Regions from separate parts of the Pan troglodytes genome. Here regions 1 and 2 are each linked to region 3. Evidence: chromatin contacts called from public capture Hi-C data. All regions are on one chromosome and are shown on one strand. The core of a region is the stretch at or near the end of the contact, and the rest is flanking DNA. Distances in the headings are between cores, read along the strand shown. Region 1 has its middle 120 kb from the start of TMEM170B. Region 2 has its middle 48 kb from the start of TMEM170B. Region 3 overlaps EDN1 (endothelin 1).

Region 1 (4,021 bases), core at 581-3,080, 650 kb before region 3:
GCTCACTTGAGCCCAGGATTTCAAGTTACGATTGTGTCACTGCACTCCAACCTGGGTAACAGAACAAGACCCTATCTCAAAACAATTTTTAAAGGAGGAAGTCATCAGTTATGTATATCACACAGATTCACTGGTGACTTTGCCACCTTTTCCATCCCTTTGAAGTTCTGCATCGCCGGTGGGAGGACGTAGGTCAGAGCAAGCAGAGTGTGGAGGCAGAAGCAGAGAGCGGAGGACCTCAACTCTCTCTCTCCCTGGGCTCTGCTCTAACTTGATAAGGGCCCATGGGAACATCACCTAAACTCTTGGGGGCCTGTGTTCATTTGTCTGTAAAAAGAGGGGCTTAAATTAAATGATCATTGAACCCTCCAAGCTCTTGCTGGGCTGTTTCTGGGGGCTCTTCTCTCTGGAGAAGAATTCAATTCAAAATTGATTTGAATTTTGGTGCTGAGCCAGCCAGTGCACGAAATACTACCACTTTGCTCAGTCTCGTAGATGTTTTTCTGTATTTCCTATGTTCAGCATAAAGGGGGCCAGCCCACTACTGCCTTTAACATGAATTGCCCTTCGGAGTATGGAGCACGAGGCAAGCAGCGCTTGTCTCCGGATAGACCCACACATTTCCAGGAGAATTTTTTTTTTCTCCTTGCTACTCACAACACATCACTTGTTTTTGTGAAGGTTTTTACACACAGCTGATTTATAAGGGATTAGATTTCTCTAAAACATAATCTGTGTTGGTTCTATTGGCCAGTTAAAATTGGTATCCTAGCACAGCTTGTTAAGACATTACATATCATTCCTCTTGTTTTTCTCACACTCAGGAATGATAGGTTAAGAAATATGATTCTAGTTCATAAAAGCCTGAGAGGGACTAACTGGGCTCTATTTATGTTTTATCCAAGAATGTGGAATTTGAAGCTTTTCTCAAAGTGAAAGTTGACCCACTGGACCCGTGTGCTTGGGCCAAATATGAGTATGAGAAACATTCTCAAACCTTTTTGGAATCCTAGGCCAGTAGACACTGAAGGGGCCTAAAGGATTTCTGGGCAATTCCTTCTCCTTCTCTCATGCCACAATAATTATTTACAGTTCTTGCCCTTCTTTTAGCTCAAAAGTGAACTCTGCATGTAGCATATTACCTTAGAGAAAATGTTCACTTAAAGAAAGCCACCTGTTCAGGAAAACAAATTGTCCCCAAGAGGTGTGGTGGAACGCAGGTGGGGAATTTTGTCTTCAATAAGGAGAAATTTAAATTCTCTATATTCTTAGAAATTTACCAAATTGGTTGCACCAGGGTTTTTTTTTGTTTTTTTTTTTTTTTTGAGACGGAGTCTCGCTTTGTCGCCCAGGCTGGAGTGCAGTGGCGTGATCTTGGCTCACTGCAAGCTCCGCCTCCCGGGTTCACGCCACTCTGCCTCAGCCTCCCGAGTAGCACCAGGGTTTTTAATATCCAGTTCAACCGGGAGACATTTATACTCTGTGAAGGCTGAGGCGTCCGTGTAAATTTGGCCACCAGGTGGCACCAAATGTTTTCATTAGAAAAATTGCTGAGGGAAAGCCTGGTCAGCATTCTCTCTCCTAGTTAAAAGGAAAAAAAAAGAAAAAGAAAACCCTTTAAAGTGAGTGTTGTTGGTTCATTCACCCAAATTCAGGAAGCATGTGCCTTTCTTATTTGCTAGCGCTTTGGCAGTACACTGTGGCAGTTCAGGGTGAGTTATTTCCTTGAAGTTTGTTAAAAGGGAAACATGGATGAAATTCAAGACTTGAAACAAAGCTTTATTGGAGCTTTGCAGGACAATTAAAATCCAGTCTCTCAGCCAACAAACGGTTCCATCAACCCCCTTCTAGGCCTAGCAGGACACAGGATGCCCAAACAAAAGGCAGAACGGGGCGGCATGGCTGGGTTTTTCCTTTTTATCATTTGCTGCACAATCTTATTCTTTCAGATCCCAAACCAGCTTTTATGGTCTGGTTAAAATTTTGTTCTGTTTGGAAAAGAGGGTATCCTAAAGCAATCTAACTGAGCAGGGGTTGTTGCAGAGGGACACCCGCCTGCTTTCAGATGTGAGTGCTGCTGGGGATGATGTCTTTCTGCCCCTGCTCATGGTCTCCAGAAGAAAGTGCTGGCACGCTAAAGATAGGAAAAACATTGGCCAATTTATTGCTAAATTTCAATTCTTAAGAAGTGGTTTTTTTTTAATAAAAGAGGTGTGCATTCATTTATGTATTCATTCATCCATTCATTTGATGAATATTTATTGAGTGTTCACTGTGCCAGCCGTCGTATTTAGAAGCCAGGGGAAGGGTGGTAACCAAAACTACGTTCCAGCTTTGGGCTGCTTCTAGTCTAGAGGAAGAAGCAGATACTCGTCAAGCCACTCGCATGAATGTGCATCAACAAGCTGCAGGAGGTGCTTTAAAAGCAAAGATTGCTGTACTGGGATGATGTGGAGCTAATGAAGTTGACCTAGATTCGTGGAGTGATGGGAACAGGCAGTGTTCCCTAACGAGGGACCCTGGAGCTGAGATTTGAAGGATGAGGAGGAAGTAATTAGGCAAAGGGATGGGAAGAGGTGAGAGGAAGATTTAGGCCAGGGAATTGCAAATTCAAAGGCCATGGGAGGAGAGGGAGAATGACAAGTTTGAGTTCAGCGTTTGAGATGCAAGTGTGGAGGGAACTCAGTAAGCGAAGCAGGAATGGATGCAGTTACAGGAGTAAAAACTCACCATGAGTTCTCCACTTTCCTCTGTGTTTGGTATACTTTTCCTCTGCCAAATGGGAGAAGAAAGGTCAACACACACACACACACACACACACACACACACATCAAAACTCTATCAATTACCAGATCTCTACTAGTCGCCTGCTTTGATAGGTGGTCTGTGGTATGGTTGGCTTGGAGCCAGTGTCCAAATATTTGAGAAAAGTTTGGGCATTTTTCCCCCAGTACAGTAACCTGTTTAAATGGACCCAAGTACCACTGGGGAAGGCTAAGAGGAAAAGTCACAGAACATACTTGGCAATTTTAGCAGAAAGTGCTACCTTAAGCATCCCTATTTTCCCTTTAGTAAAGGGATGTGGGTCTGGGAACTGACTGGGTCTTAGACACGACCCCAAATTTCTGATGTAATAGCAGCCCCCATTCACCAGACCTGGAGTTTTTTCAGTTATACGCCAAGTTAGGCCAGAAATCCTGCAATCAACTGGCCACACCCTAAGATTCCTGCAGTTCAGTTCATTCTGGTAAGCCCTAATGTCTTGTAAAATGACTATACCCATTTCTATCTTACTAGTCTAGTGTACCTATTTGTCCTTTTCCACCCGGGCCCTTCCCACATGCTTGGTATCAAGCAGTCCTTTTTGATGGTAGCATCTTCCACCACTATTCCCAACTCACAGAGAAGAGCCTCTACACTCTTTTCGAAGATGCTGGTGTTTGCCTTACCAGTGTCTATCCCAGGCTTTGATGACGGGATTGCCTGTAAGGCTACAGCCACATTCCTCTCTTGACACCTATGAGTTCTTTTGTTATATTGAACCTTACAGTTTCTAGCTTCTCAACTTTCCCTAGATTGTACTTCCAATGGAGCCCTGGACTTCTTGGGCCAGCAAGTAAACTATCAGAACCACTCTCAGCTGCCCCAGCTATCACCACTAGATCCAGAATCGTGGGTGAGTGCACAGTGCACCCACATTTACCCTGATCAAAGTGATGTTCCTTCCTCTTGACCAATAGCCTTCAGGATGCCTTTCCTCACATATTCCCACATCTTTGCCAATATAATTAAGTCCTGTAAGTCTTTTGGTGGTTGAATTCCCTTCTCCCCTAGTAAGTGCTGGGGTCTGACTTTAGTTACAAGTCTGGGGATGTGGAAGATGAGTGTGTAAAGGTGAGAGGTGGGGGTAGGGATAGAGCATTAAGTGAGTCTGTCCCTCTGCCAAGGTAACTGATAGCCACTGAGAGAAGGTAACAGTGTCTTCAGGCCAGACATGAAGAGCCTAACCGGGGAACGCAGA
Region 2 (4,340 bases), core at 1,421-3,920, 720 kb before region 3:
GAAGCATTTGAAGTTAAGAGAAGGGAGGAATCTGCTCAAGGCCACAGAGCTAATAATTGCCGGGCTGGGGTTTTCTTGCTCTATTACCTGCTTCCCCCAACATAACTATGTTGTGTTGGTGTCTACAGAGTATTTTGGGAACTCTTACCCGTAATGAGATAATATCTCATTACTGTCAAAAACCAGATGAAATTATGTGGTCTTGAAAAATTATCAACCGAGGATTTGAATTGTCAAATTTATGCATATTTTGAATGTTTGGGATTTCTCAGGGAAGTGCTAAGTACCCAACTAGATTCAACTGCTATCTTGCCTGTGAAGAGATTGGAGCTGACAGAGCCAGTCACTATAGATGTTTCAAATCTTGCTGGAATGAAAACTAGCTTCACTTTAAACATTGCGCAAGCATAATGGAAGTAAACGTTTTTTCACATACACTGACCTACTCATTCCACATAATTACTCCGTGGAAATGTATTTTCTTTTTCCTTGGTAATTTTTTTTATTCATACTAATCATAAAATTATTCAATACATTTTCTCCCTGGCCATGAATGTTAACATCTTGGACAAAATATAAATCTTGAGATCCAAAAAAGTTTTCTATTTTAGTTCTAGTATCTTTTTTGGCCCTTGAAGTAATATTTTTGTAATTTAAAAAAATAAGTCAGTTTTCTTTGGGCATTTTGTTATTTGCTGAGCATTCAAATAAGACATTAAATTTCAGATTTACTTATTTCAGATTTAATGAGTGATTGATGAGATCTGACTCTGTTGCCCAGCCTGGAGTGCAGTGGTGTAATTAGCTCACTGCAGCCTTGACCTCCTGGGTTCAAGTGATCCTCCCTCTTCAGCCTCCCCAGTAGCTAGGAATACAGGTGTGCACCACCATGCCTGGCTAGTAAATTTCAGATTTATCACCACCTACATTGGACAAAACTACAGGGGAAGGTAATTAGAAGGAAGACGCTTTAGTCTTAAACTGAGCCTTGTGTTTACCATTATGAATGAGTCCTAGTCAGGCTTGTGGAGAAACATTTCAGTACTGAATACGTCCTTACACCATCTGTGTTTTGCAGTTGAACCTTTATTATTTTGTTTTTGAGAGTGGATTGCTCACTGTGTTGCCCAGGTTGGTCTCGAACTCCTGGGCCTAAGCGGTCCTTCTCCTTAGCCTCTTGAGTAGCTGGGATTACAGGTGTGTGCCACCATGCCCGGCTTCAAACCCTTATTAGCTCATAAAATACTACATCAAGCTTCTGGGTGCAGAGGGGAAAGTAAACAGGATCCATGGCACCTACTCTTTGAGGACTGAAAATTGGGTTTGCCTCTAGCTTCCAAATGGAAACTTAGGAGAGGAATCTATCCTGTCTGCTCTTAATTTTCTATGATTCATTGTCACTAGGCATTCTTCTTTTGGACAATTTTATGAATATTCTTCAGGCTCAGAAAGTTCTGGGGACTGATTTGCAAAATGTAATTGTATCAGGTGGTTTTCTTGTAAAGCAAGAGTTCCGTCACTAGATGGTGCAGTGGTTCTATTTTATTTTTCTCCTTGCTTTTGCCTTGGACATTACCTATGAACTGAAATTAACTGATTGTTACTTTTGGATTCATTTCCATATGATACATTTAATGTTTTTTTTTCCCAAAAGAAATGCACACCAGAAAATTGAATATGAGAAAAATTAAGGTTTCTTCATGTCATCACTAGCCAATTTAACTTTCCAAAGAATTATTAAGATAGGTTGTTTGCAAATTAGAAACAACCTATCAGGGTTGTTTGCAAATTAGAAAATCACTTTAGTTTATGATTTTTGTAGGTCATTAATCTAGACTTTGATTTATATATTTTTCTTAAATTCCAACTCAGTGCATAATGGTTTTATCTAATTTATTTATTTTACCTAGTGTATTTTATTTATTATTTAGAGAGAGTCACACTGTGTTTGGTGCCCAGGCTGGTCTCTGACTCCTAGCCTCAAGCAATCCTCCTGCCTCAGCCTCTCAAATAGCTAGTATTACAGATGCAAGCCTTGACATCTTAGTATCTAATTTAGTAGTCTATGCTTTCTTAGTGACATTTAGTTATACAGTTGGTCAACTTGGGGTTATGCACACATATGCAATCTGCCTTGTGTCATGAGACTGGGTTTTAAATTCCTGCTCTACCACTTAGTAATTGAACTTGTCCAAGTCATTTAACTTCTGCAACAGTCAGTTCTCACATTAGTAAAACGGAATGACATCTCATGTTGCACGCAGTGAGTGCTTACAAAATAACCTTTGTCCCATTGGCCTCTTTCAATGTATTGTCTGCACATAGAGGGATGATGTCCTTCCAGCCTTTGCTAGAAGTTTTGGTAATAAGTTCAGGCACTTCTGTTTCGAAGACAGAGCCAGATTCTGTCCTGACAGAGAACAGTGCATTTCTAGGGAGGATTTATTTTAGATTTAAATGGTCCCGTTGAACCCCGCACTGCTTTTGCAGCAAAGCCTGCTGAGGGAAATTTTAGAAACATACCTCCGTGGGAAAGAGCCTAGTTAGAAAGCAGGATGAATAAACTTGCTCAGCTAGCAAATTCCTCGCATTCTCTAAACCAAATATGTACAAGATGAGGAAGCCAAGGCGGCCAGCATAAATGAATCCTGAAAGATGGCCGGGACTTACCCATCAGCTGTGCACATAGTCACCAACCACCGCGGATCCTGTTGCTAGTGAGCTGCTCTGCTTTGTTTACTATGCTACAGAGACAAACTATTTAGTTCAAACTCAGAGAGGGAGGGTTGGTCTTTTCAGCTCCAGAGTTCTGGTTGTAAAAGCGCGAGTTTTGTTTTCCCACAGTGTGGCCTACAGCAGCCATGGGGACACACGTGCCCCTGCACTCAGGGTCCTCAATCAGGACTGAACTTCAGACATGAGGTTCAGACTGAACTACAGATGGCGCATGCCTGTAATCCCAGCACTTTGGGAGGCCGAGGCAGGCGGATCACTTGAGGTCAGGAGGTCGAGACCAGCCTGGCCAACATGGTGAGACACCCTCTCTATTAAAAATACAAAAAAATTAGCCGGGCATGTTGGCGGGCACATGTAATCCCAGCTACTTGGGAGGCTGAGGAAGGAGAATCGCTTGAACCCGGGAGGTGGAAGTTGCAGTAAGCTGAGATGGTACCACTGCACTCCAGCCTGGGCAACAGAGTGAGACTCTGTTGCCAAAAAAAAACAAAAAACAAAAAAAAAAACTACACTTGGCTTACTTTTCGTGGGAATTGGTGTCGGTGGGTGACTCCAAAATGTGTTAAAAGAAGATGCTTGTGCTATCTTTGATGTGGAAAATAGGAGAAGGTACAGAGATGAGTGGGAGATGTAGGGTTGAGGAAACTACAATTTTGAGAGACTCGTGACTTTTTTTTTTTTCTTTAAGTTCCGGGATACATGTGCAGAACGTGCATGTTTGTTACATAGGTATACGTGTGCCATGGTGGTTTGCTGCACCTATTTATTCATCCTCTAGATTCCCTTCCCTTGCCCCCCACCCACCAGCAGGCCCTGGTGTGTGTCGTTCCCCTCCCTGTGTCCATGTGTTCTCATTATTCAACTCCCACTTATGAGTGAGAACATGTGGTGTTTGGGTTTCTGTTCCTGTGTTAGTTTGCTGAGAATGATGGCTTCCAGCTTCATCATGTCCCTGCAAAGGACATGATCTCATTCCTTTTTATGGCTGCATAGTATTCCATGGTGTATATGTACCACATTTTCTTTATCCAGTCTATCATTGATAGGCATTTGGGTTGGTTCCATGTCTTTGCTATTGTAAATAGTGCTGCAGTAAACATATGTGCATGTGTCTTTATAGTAGAATGATTTATATTTCTTTGGATATATACCCAGTATTGGGATTGCTGGGTCAAATGGTATTTCTGGTTCTAGGTCCTTGAGGAATCACCACACTGTCTTCCACAATGGTGGAACTAATTTACATTCCCATCAATAGCGTAAAAGCATTCCTATTTCTTGAGACTCGTGACTTTTGAAAGCCCTGTGCATGTTACCTGAGAGGGGATGATATGAGACCTGGGTCTTCTCCCAGGTTCTGACCCTTTGTGCCTATGAGACCTCACATTAGACTTAATCTCTCTATGCCAATTTCTTCTTCAGTAAACCTGAAAACACGTCAACTCTTTTTGCTTTCTCATAAATGGAAGTTGAAACTTTTAACAGGACAGCATCAGTATAGGCCTGTTATTCTCAGACTTTCCTAGGCCAGGACCAGTTTGGCTCCAAGCGTTTGACACTTAACATGTCCATGTAGTTCTGAGCCTTAGTCTACGTCCAGATTC
Region 3 (4,148 bases), core at 584-3,083:
CTGTTCCAAGCTTGGGAAAAAGTGTATTTATCAGCAGTTAGTGAGAGGAAGAAAAATCAGAAGAAGTTCAGAGGAACACCTAAGACAAACCAGGTAAGAGGGAAGGAAGAAAAATTAGGTAAGAGGTTGACAAGAACAACTAGCCCCGGTCATTGATGCCAGCAGCCTGTTCCTACAGCCCTTCTTACTCGGGCAGGTGAAAGACTTTTAGAAAACAGTAGCAGAGGAGATCTATGCATCCTATAGATTAAAAGGAGCAAAAGAATCCCTCTTAAATATTTCCAAGAAGCTCTGGAATGCAAACTGATGTCCTCTGTACTTTTAGCACATACCATTTCATCTACAGGTAGATTTCCCAACCAAAATATATCCAGAGATGCCTTTGTCATTGGGTTATATACAGCCTTTGCCTCTCTGAGTCAATGTATTTACCACTTTCCCTGAGAAATCAAAAATCATTTTGGGGAGAGGACATTTAGAAGAAGAATCAAAATGTCATGGATAATCAAATTCTTCAATAAGTTGCAGTTATTCAGATGGCCAAAGGAAAAATAAAGTCATTAGATAGGGTTGGTGGAGTTTAGAACATGCTGTTTTTCAGGTTTATGGTCTTTTTTTTTTTTTTTTTTTTTTTTTAATAGGGAAATGTGTTTGGTGCAGAGCCAATGTCATTCCAAAAAGCTCTCTCTTTTCCTGGTCAGTCATGTGCTGGGACAGAGAAGGGATCTGGATTAGGCAACATCATAGAGTTGCTCTGAGCTGCTCTTTGGTGATAACCCTTCCAAATCCTAAACTTTTTGGAATTCACAAGCTCAAAGGAGGAAACCTACTCTCTGATCTATCACATGTTCTGCATTTTTCTATCATGGTCTATGGAGACTTTTCCTAGAAATCCAGTGGCAAGAAGTTCTATGATTAAAGTGTTCTGAGCTCAGGCCAGGCAGTCATGAACTACTTCTGAGTTGTTTACTACTGATTTGTGGGGCAGCCTCAGCTATCGGTTTCTTCACACCTGCTTATGAGAGTATCCATATTTATGGTCGCAGGCCAGTAATGCTCCCCACGAGATCAGTTTCTGAACTAACCTGGAATTTTTTATGGGTTTTTATTATGCCAACTATTAAATCAACATTACAGTTCTTCCCTCTGTATTTCTCCTGTAAAACATCAGGCCTGCAAAAAAAAAAATCTTTTTAAAAATAATTGCCATAAAGTATTTGCTCTGGGCCTACTGTATGCTTCTTTTCTTTTTCTCTCTTTTCAACTAAGTCACCGTCAATTTATTAAGATGGCCATAACTATTCAAAACCTATGCTGAGTTCCTCAAGGCAGGGTCGCATAGTGATGAAGGTTGGGATGGGGCTACGGAAGAAACCAGAACAACTCTAGTTTATTTAAAACCTGTATTTACTGCCCACTTCCCCTTAGACTTGACCATATGACCCCTCGCTCCCATTCTAAGCATAGGGGCAGGCTTTATTTTTACAACGGTAATAGATATCACTTGAGGTTTTATCAAAGAGTTGCGGCGGGTGGTGAAAGTTCACAACCAGATTCAGGTTTTGTTTGTGCCAGATTCTAATTTTACATGTTTCTTTTGCCAAAGGGTGATTTTTTAAAATAACATTTGTTTTCTCTTATCTTGCTTTATTAGGTCGGAGACCATGAAAAACAGCGTCAAATCATCTTTTCATGATCCCAAGCTGAAAGGTGAGCCCTCCAGAGAGCGTTATGCGACCCACAACCGAGCACATTGGTGACAGACCTTCGGGGCCTGTCTGAAGCCATAGCCTCCACGGAGAGCCCTGTGGCCGACTCTGCACTCTCCACCCTGGCTGGGATCAGAGCAGGAGCATCCTCTGCTGGTTCCTGACTGGCAAAGGACCAGCGTCCTCGTTCAAAACATTCCAAGAAAGGTTAAGGAGTTCCCCCAACCATCTTCACTGGCTTCCATCAGTGGTAACTGCTTTGGTCTCTTCTTTCATCTGGGGATGACAATGGACCTCTCAGCAGAAGCACACAGTCACATTCGAATTCGGGTGGCATCCTCCAGAGAGAGAGAGAGGAAGGAGATTCCACACAGGGGTGGAGTTTCTGACGAAGGCCCTAAGGGAGTGTTTGTGTCTGACTCAGGCGCCTGGCACATTTCAGGGAGAAACTCCAAAGTCCACGCAAAGATTTTCTAAGGAATGCACAAATTGAAAACACACTCAAAAGACAAACATGCAAGTAAAAAAAAAAAAAAAAAAGAAAGACTTTTGTTTGTTTAAATTTGTAAAATGCAAAACTGAATGAAACTGTTACTACCATAAATCAGGATATGTTTCATGAATATGAGTCTACCTCACCTATATTGCACTCTGGCAAAAGTATTTCCCACATTTAATTATTGCCTCCCCAAACTCTTCCCACCCCTGCTGCCCCCTCCTCCATCCCCCATACTAAATCCTAGCCTCGTAGAAGTCTGGTCTAATGTGTCAGCAGTAGATATAATATTTTCATGGTAATCTACTAGCTCTGATCCATAAGAAAAAAAAGATCATTAAATCAGGAGATTCCCTGTCCTTGATTTTTGGAGACACAATGGTATAGGGTTGTTTATGAAATATATTGAAAAGTAAGTGTTTGTTACGCTTTAAAGCAGTAAAATTATTTTCCTTTATATAACCGGCTAATGAAAGAGGTTGGATTGAATTTTGATGTACTTATTTTTTTATAGATATTTATATTCAAACAATTTATTCCTTATATTTACCATGTTAAATATCTGTTTGGGCAGGCCATATTGGTCTATGTATTTTTAAAATATGTATTTCTAAATGAAATTGAGAACATGCTTTGTTTTGCCTGTCAAGGTAATGACTTTAGAAAATAAATATTTTTTTCCTTACTGTACTGATTTGGAATCATTACTGAAATTTGTAAGGAGTGGGCCAAAGTGATTAAGTATTATAAAGGCAAATGGTTAAAGACGGTTTCATAGAAAAGTGACAATTAGAAGGATATTACGGTCTAAGCTAATTATATAAAGAATTTTATCTGTATCTTAAATGTTGATTTTATACTGCATTGAGGTAAAAACACAAAACAAAAAAGCAGCTTTAACACCTCTGTCTTCTCTTGGGTAGCAGCCTCCTGCTTCTCCTTCACCTGAAAAATTCTCCAGGGACTTCATCCATTAACTTGGCTCAGGCTATTAGGCAGGATTCAACAGTTTAAGCTGATGGTGTGGTGAGAGATGCTTTATCCATATTAATGGACTGAAGGAGGTAATGGCAAGACAACCCCCCAAAACATACCTAATTATACAAAGTTACATACCAAAGTTGCTTTTAGAAAATGGCCTGCTCAGAGCAAGTAGAGGTTTCCAATGGCTTTTTATTTTCTCACATTAAGGATGTTGTTTCTTAAGGAACATTGAGTACCATTGCTTCTTCGTGATAGCCTAGGACTGGCCGTGTGCCCATGGAGGTAGAGACACCAGGTACTGATTCTAGGTCATCTGCCACAAAGCACCACTTCCTCTCCACTTTGCCTTGGCTGGCCTTGTCAGCTCACTGGAGAGCACAGTATTGCAATTGCAGTATTGCAAATGGTCACTACTAACTGAATTCTCTAAGAGCTTGATTAGCCCTCGAGAATCTTCCTTGCCCTTCTCTAATAGTGTCTGAAGGAATTCCTGGCATTTAACAAATATTAGCATGTAGTGATCACTGTCGTCCTAACAGTGACACATCAGAAGGATTTCAAATAACAGTCTTCAGGCGTGCGTAATCAATGTCCTGGGCAGAGTCTCCGTCCTCATTGATCCTCATTTTTCTCTTTAAGGCACAGTCCAATGTCTTTGGGGAATTGTTTATAAAGCTTACTTTATCCATAAACTGTTTCTCAGTGTGTGACTCTCAAGAAAATTTTGAAGTTTTGCCCATGTTGACAAGGTGCTTGGTCTGAACTTGGCCAGTATTTAATCTTGAGCAAACAATTCAATTTCCTTCTATCGTGAGTTTTCTCATCTATGAAACAAGGGAGTTGAGGGGAGTTTCTTTCATACCTCTGAGAAAGAGTTTGAGATTACATAAAGAAGTTGAAGTGGCATTAAAAAAAATGAAGATCTGAGCTTAGAAGACATAGATCTAATACATTTAAGA

Evidence for each region. Capture Hi-C pulls out chosen DNA fragments and counts their contacts.
Region 1: a capture Hi-C map of stem cell-derived neural stem cells shows a contact between it and region 3, with 7 times the contacts expected there. The contact joins two enhancer-like sites. A contact is called at or near these places in 6 of 7 Hi-C or Micro-C datasets (blood, induced pluripotent stem cells, a lymphoblastoid cell line and 2 more), 1 of 1 datasets of contacts at active chromatin or transcription factors (stem cell-derived excitatory neurons) and 1 of 1 other capture datasets (stem cell-derived neural stem cells).
Region 2: a capture Hi-C map of stem cell-derived neural stem cells shows a contact between it and region 3, with 6 times the contacts expected there. The contact joins two enhancer-like sites. A contact is called at or near these places in 3 of 7 Hi-C or Micro-C datasets (induced pluripotent stem cells and stem cell-derived neural progenitor cells), 1 of 1 datasets of contacts at active chromatin or transcription factors (stem cell-derived excitatory neurons) and 1 of 1 other capture datasets (stem cell-derived neural stem cells).

What each region holds. Positions count from the first base shown.
Region 1 is chr5:17,600,916-17,604,936 of NHGRI_mPanTro3-v2.0_pri, forward strand. No RefSeq gene overlaps it. Among named protein-coding and RNA genes, the nearest start is that of TMEM170B, 120 kb to the left of the region's middle. Within about 2 kb of position 1,831, at least 7 of the 24 cell types and tissues checked have an H3K27ac peak or open chromatin away from gene starts, as enhancers often do. A contact at or near this core is called in stem cell-derived neural stem cells, where this site is marked.
Region 2 is chr5:17,530,836-17,535,175 of NHGRI_mPanTro3-v2.0_pri, forward strand. No RefSeq gene overlaps it. Among named protein-coding and RNA genes, the nearest start is that of TMEM170B, 48 kb to the left of the region's middle. Within about 2 kb of position 2,671, at least 5 of the 24 cell types and tissues checked have an H3K27ac peak or open chromatin away from gene starts, as enhancers often do. A contact at or near this core is called in stem cell-derived neural stem cells, where this site is marked.
Region 3 is chr5:18,247,953-18,252,100 of NHGRI_mPanTro3-v2.0_pri, forward strand. EDN1 (endothelin 1) reads left to right here. Exons shown (of 10, transcript XM_063812786.1): 9 at 1-93; 10 at 1,655-2,895. The coding sequence ends at 1,760. Among named protein-coding and RNA genes, the nearest start is that of EDN1, 120 kb to the left of the region's middle. Within about 2 kb of position 1,834, at least 1 of the 24 cell types and tissues checked has an H3K27ac peak or open chromatin away from gene starts, as enhancers often do. A contact at or near this core is called in stem cell-derived neural stem cells, where this site is marked.